2 separate regions of the Sus scrofa genome follow, and region 2 is linked to region 1. A link is a contact called in public Hi-C data. All regions are on one chromosome and are shown on one strand. The core of a region is the stretch at or near the end of the contact, and the rest is flanking DNA. Distances in the headings are between cores, read along the strand shown. Region 1 has its middle 36 kb from the start of SLC39A8. Region 2 overlaps SLC39A8 (zinc transporter ZIP8).

Evidence for each region. A called contact is a pair of places that touch in the nucleus more often than the background predicts.
Region 2: a Hi-C map of retroperitoneal adipose tissue shows a contact between it and region 1, with 2.0 times the contacts expected there. The contact joins two enhancer-like sites. A contact is called at or near these places in 6 of 47 Hi-C or Micro-C datasets (alveolar macrophages, heart right ventricle, mesenteric adipose tissue and 3 more) and 1 of 2 datasets of contacts at active chromatin or transcription factors (alveolar macrophages).

What each region holds. Positions count from the first base shown.
Region 1 is chr8:118,565,402-118,572,503 of Sscrofa11.1, forward strand. No RefSeq gene overlaps it. Among named protein-coding and RNA genes, the nearest start is that of SLC39A8, 36 kb to the right of the region's middle. Within about 2 kb of position 4,475, at least 7 of the 83 cell types and tissues checked have an H3K27ac peak or open chromatin away from gene starts, as enhancers often do. A contact at or near this core is called in omental adipose tissue and retroperitoneal adipose tissue, where this site is marked.
Region 2 is chr8:118,661,359-118,668,713 of Sscrofa11.1, forward strand. All of the region lies in intron 6 of SLC39A8 (zinc transporter ZIP8), which reads left to right. Among named protein-coding and RNA genes, the nearest start is that of SLC39A8, 60 kb to the left of the region's middle. Within about 2 kb of position 2,958, at least 4 of the 83 cell types and tissues checked have an H3K27ac peak or open chromatin away from gene starts, as enhancers often do. A contact at or near this core is called in omental adipose tissue and retroperitoneal adipose tissue, where this site is marked.

The sequences.
Region 1 (7,102 bases), core at 3,225-5,724:
TACAGAGAAAGGGATCTTAAATATACTAGATTAACATTTCTTTAATTAATGAACTTGCTACCATGAGGCTCAATCACCTACTTCGGTATCATTAGAGGATATTCTGGATTGCAATTAAATTAGGACAATTCTTTCATTTATTAAACGACTTTCTGTCCCAGCCTAGTGACTTTTGGGGTCTTTTGCTTTGAGAAATCATGGGTTAGTTGTTGCAATATTTAGCTTTGATTCTTGATTGCACTTGATGAAATCAAATTCATGTTTTTATGGGCAAAATTCTTTTCTGACTTTGAAAAACTTGATTGGTTAAAATCAATTTAGATTGGTTGTTTTATAAATTAATCATGACACCTGTAAACTATCTATTTTAGTGTCCTTCACAAGTATAAAATTTTAATTGCAAGTCCCTTACAGTGGATACAAAACTGTTACACATTAGATGCCTGACCTCAGGAAGAACATTTGAAAGGATCACTTAGGCAATATGGTATTGTGTTTCTGTTGATGGGGAATCTGTTTCAGCACAGACACCCAGTCTGGAAATTACTCTTCTCATCAAGGCTCAAATGAGACAAAATCTTCTCTTTGCAGTAAGCATGAGACTGGAGACCACATAGGGAGAGATGGCAGCTACACATAGTGTACAGATTAGTTAGTGTCCAGCTCTCATCATGCCGGGAGAAGCCAGTTTTAGAACAAGGATCAGTGGCAGATGCTGTGTGGTTTATTGAACATAGCCAACCTCCTGAGAAATGCTATTGTTCAATACAGTTCTCACAGTGAACTTGAGCAGTTTCAGAACAAAAGTGTGACAATATGTGAGACAATATGCAAGACTTTGGTATAGGAGTATGGCATTGAAATACAGTCTACATTTTTCTGGGTTCCCTTGCAGCTAACTTCTGGCTAAGAGGATGCGAGTAGAAATTACGAGTGTAATGCTGAGTTTCTGTTCTTGAAAAGAATGAGGATTCCCTCCTCTTCCCACTGTCTTTCTTTCCACTGACTGGAAAATGGATGTGGTGGTGAGTGAGCTGCCTGGGACCATGCAGAAGAAAATAAAACTAGACACTGATGCTTCTATGGAGCAGAGGTACCACACTGCTCAGGCTTTTATGTGAGAGAGGAATAAATCATATTCAAGTCATTGCTACTTTGTCTCTGTCCTATCAGTTTGTACTATATCCTAATTCACTAACTGCTTGACTTTTATGTCACACATGTTGAATTGAATTCAGTTTCCTGAACTTGAAAAGCAGTTCTAAAATTTCTTCTTACCTCTACCTGTATCTGAACTGCATTTTCAAATACATTTTCACCATGAGCCAGGTAGACTCCTACTCATTTTTCAAGACTCAGATTAAAGATTTCTCTTTAAGAAATCTTTCTTTCCAGCACTGCAGCTATAGCATAGGTCACAACTGTGGCTGGGATCTGATCCTTTGCCTGGGAACTCCATATGCTGCAGAGTGGCTGAAAAAGAAAAAAAAAAGTTAAATACCTACATGATTTTTTCTGAAACAATTCTGGAGTGCTCCTAATCCAAATTTGGTTTGTAGTCTTTTTCAGAGTACCAGCATCAGAAGCTGCTACTTCTTATCCAAACCTATATTTCTGGTCCTGACATATGGGAAAGACCATTTGGTCCTAAGTATTCAACAATGAGGTCATATGGCTGGACGTCTTAATTTGGTAGGACTGGTACCTTATAATAGAGAGAGACAAGGGAAGCAAGGCACAGAAAACAGACCATAGAAAGACATGTCAAGAATGCAGCATCTGCCAGCCAGGAAAAGTCTTGGCAGAAACCAACCCTGACGGCACCTTGATCTTAGACTCCCGGCATCCATCACTGTTAGCAAATAAATTTCTGTTGTTTAAAACACCCAGCCTGTCATATTTAGTTATGGTAGCCCTAGAAGACTAAAACCCTTTCTAATAGTTACCAAAGCTAGCCTAGGAGACGGTGCATCAGATCAATCACAAATATATGATCCAAGGGAAAATCAAGCAAGAATCAGTGATGGCCTTGGCCCTGCATCTGGGGTGTGGTTCTATTCCTAGAGCTTATACCATAACTTTGGAAGGCAACTGGTGAAAAAAGTTAATGGTAGCTCAGTTGTTTAACCTGTATACAGTGAGCTCCCACAATGAACTAGATATGAGAAATCCAGGGAATAATTGGACAAGGTCTCCAAGTAAGCAAAAAAATGTGATATCATAGGAGAGGGGCTGTAATGAACACAGAGTGGGTAGAACATGGGACTGGACCAGGTCTGTGAATTCCAGCTGTCTTTGAACTCCAGCTCTACTATTTGCACTAACCTTATGGACTGGGCAAACTGCACAGCCTCTCTTCTCTAAGCCTAGATTTTCTTATCTATAAAATAAGTTTAATGCACACACTCCATAAAGCTATTGGGAGAATAAATATTTTATGCAAAGCAAATTTAAAGGACATGACACATAGTAGATACTCAATAAAGTGTGTATACTGTCATGATTTTAACTGTGCTCAAAATTGCTTGAAGTCCATCCTAAAAGGATTATTCCCTCTACATGGAAATATCAAGGAAGAATTCTTTTTTTCATGTTTTTTAGGATATGTGATTTTTAAAATATATGATACTTACATATAACGACATTTGTTTGGGAGACACTGAACATTATTTTCACAGAATGGTTCCATCTTTAGTAGATGCAAATTACTCCATTTAGAATGGATGGACAATGAAGTCCTACTGTACAGCGCAGGGAACCATATCCAATCTCTTGGGATAGGACACGATGGGGTATGATAGGAGAAAAAGAATTTATATATATGTATGGCAGGGTCACTTTGCTGTACAGCAGATATTTGCACAGCATTGTAAATGAACTATAAGAAAAAAATGTGAAAAAGTAAAAAAATACAGTAAAAAAAATTTTTTCTACTATCGGTGCTTCTTGGGCTTTGAAGAGATGGCTGTCACAGTCAACTTGTAGATTTCTAGGAAGCAGGAGACCTGCCTGGTAAAGTGGGTGGGCAGGCCGTGGATGCTGGTAAAACACGTGTGTGGGGGGTTGGTTATTGTGTTGACCTGGCCTAGAGTACAGGAGAGTTTGAATTTTCCAGGAAGTTAAAAGCAATTTTTTTTTTTTTTTTTTTTTGGCGCTTAGGACTGAACACAATAAATTAAGTACCTTCTGATTGGTTTCAGATTTGCTGGTCTCCAAGGAATTTGAAAAGGGTGTGGCAATTACGCAATAGTGGAAGCTCCATGTACCAAATAAACTAAGTATTTTGAGGCTTGCACAAGTTCTGAACATGGTCCAGGCCATTCGAGTAAACATCTATTTCTCAAAACTGAAGTTGTTGAAGAAAAAAAAAGGCAGTATCTATCAAGAACGAATCCGTTTATGCAGGGAAAGAAAAAGGGTTTTATCCTAAGCCTTTCAGTAAATGCTCTTTTATTCAAGGATGATCTGTCATGCTTAATAGTGACTTACAGGCATTCTTTTTATTAGGGTGATATTTTGTTCAATAGGTAATGTTTATCCATATTCATACCCGGGGGGGGGGATTTAAAATATAGGCAAAGTAGAAGTGGCTTGAGAGACTCCATGGAGATGAACTGAGAGGCAGCTAAAAGCAAAGTACTATTGTGGCGACTGGCTTACAAATTGCATCTGGAAAGTGTGCAAAGATTCACAGCAGACTTCCTGAACTCACCAGGCTGTACACGTTCCACTCTGCTGGCCTTGATAATGCTGCTATCTCATAGTGTTGTCGTGAGCACCGAAGAGTGACATGCCCCTGGTCAAGTTGGTACACAGTAGGTACTTTTCAACTGTTAGTTCCCTTTTCTTTAATTCCAAGTGCTAAAATCCTGCCCATATCGAAATTATTTTCATCTTTAAGATGTGTGTATGTGTGTGTTTACATGCATGTGTGATAGATAGGGGTGTTCTTAATAAAATGTCCCTGATGGTGATGGATGCAATGATTAATCAATCTTGCAAAAGGTGTTCAGCTCCATCTCATTTCTTTTTCATTTATTTAAGGGACAATGAAGTTCTTTTTTTTTTTTTTATTCTTCTTCTTTTCAGGGCCAAACCCATGGCAGATGGAAGTTCCCAGGCTAGGGGTCAAATTGGAGCTGCAGCTGCCAGCCTATGCCACAGCCACAGCAACGCGGGATCCAAGCCACATCTGCAACCTACACCACAGCTCACAGCAATGCTGGATCCCCCGCCCACTGAGCGAGGCCAGGGATTGAACCTGCATCCTCATGGAGACTTGTCAGATTTGTTTCTGCTCCACCACAATGGGAACTCTGAGTTCTATTTTTTATTGTACAGTACTGTATATATAATATCTATATCTATAGATGGATAGATAGATAGAAATGGGGGGGCTTAAAAATTGGGGGGTTAGGAGAAGAAATGTATGTAAAATGGAAACTGTGGCACCATGTCCAGTACATAAAGGGGCAGGCCAGGGGCCTCTTTCATGGGGTTCAAAGGGAGGCAGGTGGCTGATAGAAAAGCGTCTTTGTTCAGGAGTTGAGAATCAGCTGAGTGTTGCAGGACAAGGACTCAACAGCCTGCTGTGAGATGAAGGTTTTATCATGAGGACCATAAATCTGACCATAAGGCCAGAGTCTTGTGCTGGAACAAGGTTTTTGATAGGAGGAAAGGACACACTTTCTAGGGATGTGGTTACAAGGCAAGATTCCTCAGGGTCAGTGGGGTGACCTAGCAACCCAATAATGACGATGTGTATCTAATCTCCAAAAGGCCTTTGACCACATCTGTCTAACAGTCTAGCTCTGATAATTCTGAGGTTGTGTGTTGACTGATATTCTCTTTGAAAAGAACTTTGAACTTGAGTTTCAAACTAGAAAGAAAAAGTCATCAATAGTTCAAGAAAAAGCAAGGCAGATGATGAGCCCTGGTGTGGGCTGTTGAGTAGTAAAATGGACTGCAAATACATGCCAGGAATTTATATTAGGGAGTGAATTGGAAGCTGAGCCTTCCTGGAGAAGCTTTCAACAAAGAAAGTTACTTCTTTCTCTGCTTCATGCAGGACGCTATGTTGATTCTCCTTTCTTTTTTCTTTTTTTTTTTTTTTTCCAAATGGAAAAAATAGTGCATGAGCAGACAAAGATAGCCAATGTGACAGTTTAATTTTTGTTTTTTTCTTTTTCTTTTTAGGGTAGCACTTGTGGCATGTGGAAGTTCCCAGGCTAGGGGTCGAATCAGAGCTGCAGCTGCCAGCCTATGCCACAGACACAGCCACATGGGACCCGAGGGGAATCTGCAAACTCCGCTGCAGCTTGGGGCAAAGCCAGATCCTTAAGTCACTAAATGAGGCCAGGGACCGAACCCACATCTTCACAGAGACAATGTCAGGTCCTTAATCTACTGAGCCACTACAGGAACTCCCAAAATTTGAGTTTTGTAAAGCACAAAATACCACACACATTTCTCTGCTGTTTGCCAGCACGTTAATGTGGGCCTCAGCCCCGAGCTCTGTCAGTGGTCTGCCAGTCCTGCTAAATTAAGGAAAGGAACTTGGCCTCATGTATTTCTCTTTCCCCCCACATTGTGCACCACTACAAAAACAAAAACAGAATCAAAAACAAATAAAACACAACAAACAAAAGCAAAATCCCATGCAAGACCAGCACATGACTTAACCTCCATGGCGATTAAACATTATAGAGGCTGAACTCATGAAATAGTGAGGGTTGGATCAGCTATTGCTGTGAGGCTATTACCATTTTTGAGTCTGGCCCAGACATGCTGTTCAATTAAGGAAGGTACTAAATCCAGGGATTTGGAATTAGGTGTCTAATTATGGATTGTGATTACTTGTGGGCCTTTAACATGCCTGAAAATATACTGAGTGATGCAGGTCAGGGCTCCTAGGCTCATTGTGGCTTCTTGTTTGAGGAGTTCTCCCCAATGGAATCTTCCCCACACATTTCTCTTAGACTGGACTCTTTTTGATCCAGGAAGGAGGCCAAGCACTTTATGGGTAATTCTTGAGTACGTCCTTTGGTACAAATTTACATCTTGGTGGTCTGTCTTATGATTCAATTCTATATCTGCTAGAGTTTGTACCTTGGGTCTTTTAGTTGCAACTTCCAATTTAAGAATCTGAGGAATGAGGGGTGGAGAGAGATTTGATGATTATGGTTTTCTTCTTTATGCTTATCTGTATTTTCTTCACTTTTTATAATAACCATATGCTGCTTTTATAATAAGAAAATTCATGTGAAAGTGTCACTCATTAATTTCATTCTTTTTAATTCTAAAATGCTCAGTGATACTTGGATAACTTTGTAATTGATACTATTCATGTGCAGAAACATTGAATGCAGAAATAAGGCAAAACAGTCATTCTACTGCAAGGAATTCCCATTGTATCTAATCAGGTGACACACCTTGGCTCATTGTTCCATTACTGGTGGGGTTAACGCTGCTGGTCACTTTATCAAGAGGTACCTCCCTGGTTTTACTATGTGACGTTGCTTTTTCATTTTAATTAATAAGTAATTGTGGGGAGACAACTTATAACCAGGTAAAACTTTGCTCCTTATCCCACCTTCACTCATCAACTTTAGCACATAATATTTACGTAAGTTTACTATTACCATGATGATGGCCAAATAGTGATTTTTCTAATTTCGCAATTCATTCTACACTTTTTAGTTGGGCTTCTACTCTAAGCAAGAAGTTTCTTTTCTCTTATTTATTTAGTCATATATTTATTTGATCCTTATTTTATTAAATGGGTGATAATTTGTTAACATTTTTACTTATTTTGATACTCAAATTGTTTAAGATTTGGCCAGTAAAAGCCTTTTCAAACTGGTTACTGAGTTTGTTTGATATGTTTCCTATCATTTTTTGGAATGTGCTAGGCTCATTTTGTTCTTTCCCTATTCAAATCCTGGAATATAGGTACTTTTTCCAGATGCCTTGGTTCTGTTTCGTGTAGAGTGATATTCAGAAGCCAAAGTTCTGGGCGATGAGTGTGCTTATTCCTGTTGAGATACTGATGCCCCACACCTCTTCAGTGAACAGAATGATAAAAATACATCTGTATATATTC
Region 2 (7,355 bases), core at 1,708-4,207, 94 kb after region 1:
ATGGGATGATGTCCAGGTGGCTACTTCAGTTTAGTGGTCAGAGACATATTTAAGCTAAATCAGAACTGCAGGAAGCAGCTATCTATGCAAAGATCAGAGAGAAGGTCGTGACTGTAGAAATAGCCAGTGCAAAGTCTCAGGGTGAGAAAGAGTTTGATGGGTTTTAAGAATTGAAAGAAGGCCAGGGTAGCTGGGGCACAGTGAGTGCTGGTATAAAGTGACATGGGAGAAAATTCTGGATAGAACTCTTTCTTCAAAGTGTTACTATATCCTAACATTTAAATAAGTATTGATACTCTTAGGTAAGCCTCTGGTTCTAAAATTACATTTTATTAAATGTAAAAAACTCAGGAAGGGACAGTCAAAGAACAAGGATTTTTTCAAACTGTATGGTGGTCTGTAAACAATGGATTATATGGAGTAGATTTGAAAGCCTATGGATGGTATTTTTCCCCCTCAGTGATCAGGGGTATTATTTTAAGTGTGTCTGAAGTGTTAGTGAACCCCAGAACTTCAGCTTAGTGTAATCCACTCAAAACCAGAGGTACTTGAATCACTGGCACCTTCCAGGATGGAGACTGGCAAACACAATAAAATAACCCGTTATTATAGCAATAAACGACTGAACTCAGAATTTCTTATCTGAAAGAACTTAGGCCTTTTGAGAAGTCTTCTCTGCCTTTTGTTGCATGGGCTTAGGAGTCAAATCATCTGGTTTCAATGGCTTGTCCATCTCTAACCTTTGTGGTTTTGGTCAAGCCTCTACCTCTAGTACCTGCATTACCTGGTCTGTGATTAGTTGTTAGTTACTCAGCTCACAGCATTTAGGAGGATACCTTGAAAATGCTAAGCATTCAACAGCATTAGTTGCCTTTGTTGCTACTATTCTGATTTTTATGCCCTCTTCCTCCAACAGTCTTCTGGAAAATGTGTAAGTCTCCTCAAGGTAGATACAAGATGGCTGCTGATAAAACTCCTCTGCCTTTTGGGGGTGGCTGGGATGGAGGTGGGCACACTGCCACCTGCTGACCAGAATGGGATTTGGCATCCCTCTGCTCCATCCAGTTCAGCACGCAAGTCCCCGCTCCCATGATTTTTTAAAAGAAATAGTTATTGAACACCTACTATATTAAACTCTGGGCTGAAATGAAAAAAAAAAATTCCTTGTCCTTCAGGAGCTTTTGATTTGGCTCCTTAACTTTAAAGAATCGGTGAGAAAACAACAAAAACACTTCTGCACTTTCAGAGGATTTTTTTTTTTTTTAATGTAGACCAACCAATTTGGAACTGATTAATGACCATTTTTCTATGCACATGTCTCCCACATTGTGTAAATGCCCACATGTTTGCTCTTTGGAAAGATTGGAATAGATGCTTCATGTGACAATGATTTGTGAACCTGTCATGAGAGAAAATGTACTTTTACTATTACTGTACATTCATGTATTCAGAGTGCCTGCAGTGCTAGATGCTGGATGAACAGGAGTGAAAGAGGAGAAAATAAAACCCCTTGTTTCCTAGTGATCATAGGCATAGCTTGTTTGGCACAGGCATTTAAATCCTGTGTCTGCTTCTTTCTAGAGGTGTGACTTTGGACAGTTACTTAATTTACCTCTTTATACCTCAGTTTCTTCATCTGTAAAATGGGCTACTCACCACCTAGGGTTATTGTGAAGATTGAATGACTTGTACTGCTAATGACTTTACCACTACTCTCATCAGGATTACTCTCCTATGCTCTCTGAGGATATCCTGTGTCTTTCATGCTCAGTCCCCCTCTATCACATTTATGTCCTTAACCTGGTAGCAGATCTTCAGAGTATCATGTTTACATCTTTAAGGAAGAATGAGGCCCTGGTACCCCTTTCTCCTGTGTAGTTCTCACCCCTCCCTCTCCACCCTCAAAGTAGAGATGGCCTCCGTTTTTCTCAACTCTTGCAATAGAGACCCAGGACTGGTTGCCTCCTCAGAGAACAGCGTTTCTTCTAACCCTCTGTTGCTCACTTTCTTCTCTACCGGCAGACTGCCTATTTCTTAACTCTCTGACTGTGGTCCTAACGGGCTCTTCTGTTGTGGTGACCGCGCTTGGCATTTGATCTCGTCCCCCTTGTCATCTGTCACCCTAGGCCTCATCACTCTCTCTCAATCATCTTGCTCCTAAGAGGCTTGTGTTTCTAGATCTCTGCCAGTCAGAGAGCTTGTCCTTGTCTCTTGCAGGGCTGCAAACGTCCTTTGTAGGACATTGGGTGGCATCTTCCATATTTCTGTTCTTTTCACACAATTCATGTCAAATGGTAATTACACCCCAGGCCGCTGCTGCGGGGTTGGCTCCTCTTCCGCACCCAACCCTACCCCTGTTCCCTCCCCTGAATTATTCTGGAAGACTTGATGCTGAGCAATGTAGATGTCCCTGCATTGGGGGGGGGGGGATCACTTGTTTTTCAGGAGCCCAGCAACAGATTTCTCCAACTTATGTTAGAACTTAACCAATTTCCTGGCGCCTTCTGACTCCCTTTGTGACGTTTCAGTAGCAGTGAGAGTTGTGTGGGCTGGGGAGGTCATGACCCAGGCTTTTTAAAGAAATGATGTCCTGCTTCCCAAATGTAGCAGAGCCTTAATGCCCTCCTCGTCTGTAGTAACAGTAGGCACCCTTTTAGGATGGCACAAACGGTCCATTAGGATAACTGTAAACACTTAATTAGTATACACTTGAAGTTTCATTAGGAAAATAGCAGCGTAATTTCCTGAAAACCCTTTCAGATTTCTCCTGAATTATTTTTTTCAAAACAGTAAAATGATATGGCCCCAAACTGAAAATGAAAGCCAGTGATTTCAACTCTTAAAGAGCTAAAAACAACTTCACTCACATTTCACAGAAGGGATGGAGGGAAAGGAAACAATTTTCACGGTTTCTGGAAATTGTTATTTTCTTGTTAATGGTTATTTTCACTGGCAAAGGGTTATGAAAATAGTTATGAGGTTTTCCTGAAACCAAATGACTAGAGACTAAGCACATTTGAATTATATTTGGTTATATATATTGAAGATAAAATTAATTTCTCTTTTCTCATATGAAGTTTGATTTTGGTTAGAGTGAGCTGAGACTGACTTTTCAGGGCCAGAGGAAGGATAAAGAAGCCACCAGCTATAAAGTCCATTGAAATCGCTAGAAAATAGAGTCATAAAAGCAAAGCCCATCAACATTTTATATTTGTTTAGTGCCTTTAACTCTTTACATCTTCGTGTCTGCTCAAACCTTTTTCTAAGTGTTTCCATTAAAATATATTTAATAGTATATTTCGAGTCTATGAGTATCTGACTTTGGATCCATCATGTCCTTTTCAGAAAGAGGTGACACTTTCAAGTAAGGATAAATAATAAATAGAAAAGGGGCAATTTTCCATAGTGTGGGCAAAGTGTAGGTGGAACCCCAGGGGGAAATGCAGTAAACCTGGAGCTTGAAATAGTGGAAATTGTTAGCAGTCTTACATCCAGAGGGAATGGGAAAGGAAGAAGTTACTAGAATGGGAGGGAGCTAGTCTTGTACAGAAAGCCACTGTTCAGTGGGGCAGTGATCTTCAATGAAGGACATAGCCCAGCCTAAAATTGCCCCTCAGAGAGGGAGCCTGAGGGATAAATACTCTGGTCTCCTCTTGTCTTCTTTCCAGTTTTATGTTAGAACAGTTTGTTTGGGACCAACTAGAAGCCAGGAGCATGGGAGCCCTTTGATGGGGTTCATACAGATCGGAGCAGAGAGCTGGGAAAACGGTTGGATCTGAACGGAGAAATGAAGGCTCCCTGGTATATTCCACCGCCTCTCGTTTGTTCCCCCTGTCAGCCTCCACTCTTCTCCATCAGGGTTGGATGTGCATGTCCCCGACACAGGGGATGCACATAGTCCTGCCAGCAATCATGTCACCCCTGTGCGCTATCAGCTCAGTCATATCACAGCCTGAATCGAACGTGGTGGCCAGCACCAGTATTCTCCTTTTAAAATACTGGGGGAAGGGGAACGGGAGAAAAGGGGCAACTGAGGAACAGGAATGTAAGTTAGAGCTGCTCCTTCCTTCTGTGGCTGGTTATAAGGCCCGAGTGGTAGTTACAGCTGCCTCATTCCACTCGGCATTCTCTGGTTACCTCACTGTCTTGTGTCACCTGGATTGGCGAGGTCTCTTCCAGTTGATGGTTTAGGGACATAAAGACCCCCAAGTTTCCAGGGATTACCCTCTACTTCCAATGAATCAGAAAATGATATCTTTCCTTGTGGAAGAATTACTCCTTTGGACATTAGGACCTTCAAATCCACCAAGTCTAACATCTTGGAGACAGCAAGCAAGTATTCCTAAAGTGGATTATTAGGTGTCAACATGAGATGGGCCACCCTAACCTCACCCCTTGGTTTCTGGATCTGTGTATCCTCCATAGCTCCCTGGATATTTGGCTGAAATTTGAATCTTGTGTGTTCCTTTTGGATGGTGAATTCCACCAACATAGAGTTTCTTTTCTTTATATTTCTGTCCTCTATTCTCAGCTCAGTCCCTGCCTGCTATAAAATAGGTGTTCAGTAAATAATTAAGGAGCCTAATCCTAACACCTCCTGTGTGACACTGAGCAAGTTATTTATATGCTTGGATTGTCATTCTCCTCATCTCTAAAATTAGGATACCAATATCTATTCTGTTTTACTCATGAGGATGTTGTAAAGGTCAAAAGAAAATGAAGACTCTAATATATGGAAGTGCTTTGTAAACTGTGAGATGCTGAATATGCAAGATATTATTTTACATATATATTTTTTTTAAATGGCTTCACCTGCAGCATATGGCAGTTCTCAGGCCAGGGGTTAAATATGAGCCACAGCTGCGTCCTATACCACAGCTTCAGTAATGCTGGATCCTTTAACCCATTGCCCTGGGGCGGGATCAAACCCATGTATCCACAGTGACTTGAGCTGCTGCAGTTGGATTCTTAACCCACTGCACCATGGCAGGAACTCCAAGATATGACTTTACATGCTTTTTTTTTTTTTTTTTTTTATCTTTTTACTGCAGGACCTGTGGCATATGGAAGTTGCCAGGCTAGGGCAGAGCTGCAGCTGAGGCCTACGGCACAGCCATCTCAATACTGCGATGGAACTGAGCCACATCTGTGACCTATGCTCAGCTTGTGGCAAATGCCATATCCTTAATCCACTGAGCGAGGCCAGAGATCAAACCCGAATCTTTCAGACACTATGTGGGATTCTTAACCCAGTGAGCCATAACAGTAACTCCTTGTTTACATCTTAAAGATTCCTTTCTTCCTATACCCAGTTAATTGTCTGATTCATATAAGCCTGTTAACTCAAATTCCATACTTTTCATGGTAAATTTTACCTTCTGGCTAATTAATCTCCTGACTTTCACACACTTTGAACTCCAGTAGTTGAAAGCTCAATAGCTTTTTTCAAGCATCCTTGTTAAAAGTTTTCTTTTTTTCTTTTTAATAAGTTACTGTACCCTCTCAGTTTGCTAAAGCTCTCTCTCTCTCTCTCTCTCTTTTTTTTTTTTTGTAGATATACTCATTCCCATTTTCTCCAATGATCAGTATGCTCCTGAATGTATTAAAGGGCCATCACGAGACATCTTGAGTCTTGCACACTTTTCTCTTAGTTTTTGTTTTTCTTCCTTGTAATAATGCTGTGTTCATCTGTAACTTTGTTAGGTAAAATGATCTATGTGACATAATAATCATGGAGCACTTAGCAGTTTATAAACATCCATTTAATCATCACAACAATCTTATGAAGTTGTAGTGTCCTTTCTACGGAGAAGATATCTGATATCAAATTCCAAGTAATTTTTTGGATGGGGACTTAATTTTTAAAAAGCAGTTTTAGGTTCATATCAAAATCGGGAAGAAAATACAGATATTTCCCACATAGCCCATTCTCACACATTTGCATAGCCTCCTCCATTATCAGCATCCCCTACCAGGCCAGTACCTTTATTACAAGTGAGGAACCTGCATGGACACATCATAATCACCCAAAGTCCATAGTTTACATTCCGGGGATCTGGACAAGTGTATAATGACATGTATCTGTTATTGCAGTATCATAGAGAGTGTTTTCACTGACCTGAAAATTCTCTGTACGCCACCTACCCATCGCTCTCCCTTTCTCTGCCCCCTGGCAACGACTGATCTTTTCACTGTCTCTAGAGTTTTGCCTTTTCCAGAATGTTATATAGTTGGAGTCATATAGTACGGAGCCTTTTCAGATTGGCATTTTTCACTTCGTCCTATGAGTTTAAGATTTATCCGTGTCCCTTTGTGTTTTGATGGTGCCTTTGGGGGAGGGATAACAATATTCCAGTTGTCTGGATGTACCACAGTTTATTTAGCCATTCACCTAATGAAGGATATCTTCGTTGCTTCCAGGTTTTAGCAATTGGGAATAAAGGTGTGGTAAACATCTCTGTTGGGTTTTTGTGTGGACAGAAGTCTTCATCTTTTTTGGGTAAATTCCAAGGACTATGATGGCAGGATCATATGGAAAGAGTATGTTTAGTTCTGTAAGAAAACTTCCCAGCTGTCTTCCAAAGTGGCTGTACCGTTTTGCATTCCCACCAGCAATGAATGAGAGTGCCTTTTGTTCCATATCCTTGCCAGTATTTGGTGCTGTCAGTGTTCCTGTGTTTGGCCGTTTTAATAGGTGTACAGTGTTATCTTGTTTTAATTTTCATTTCCCTGGTGAAATATGATGTGGAGCATCTTTCCATATGCTTATTTTCCATCTGTATATCTTTGGTCTGTTCAGTGCTGTTAAGGTCTTTGGGCCATTTTTTTTTAATGATGCTGTTTATTTTCCTGTTGTTTAGTTTTAAGAACTCTTTATGTATTTTGTTTTACAGTCCTTTATCAGAGGTGACTTTTGCAAATATTTTCTTGCAGTCTGTGGCTTGTCTTCTCATTCTATTGACATTGTCTTTTGCAAAGTGGAAGTTTTTAATTTAATAACGTTTAGGCTATCAATTATTTCTTTCATGGATTGTGCTTTTGGCATTGTATATGAAAAGTCATGGCCATACTCAGCGCCATCTAGGTTTTCTCCTGTGTTATCTCCTTAGGCTTTCAGAGTTTTGCTTTTACATTTAGGTCTATGATTGCTTTTGAGTTCATTTTTGTGATGGGTGTATATACTTTTCATTTCCTTTTTTTTTTTTTTTTTTTTTTGTCTTTTTCTAGGGCTGCATTTGCAGCATATGGAGGTTCCCAGGCTAGTGGTCTAATCGGAGCTGAAGCCACCAGCCTACACCAGAGCCACAGCAATGCAGGATCCAAGCCATGTCAGCAACCTACCCCAGAGCTTACGG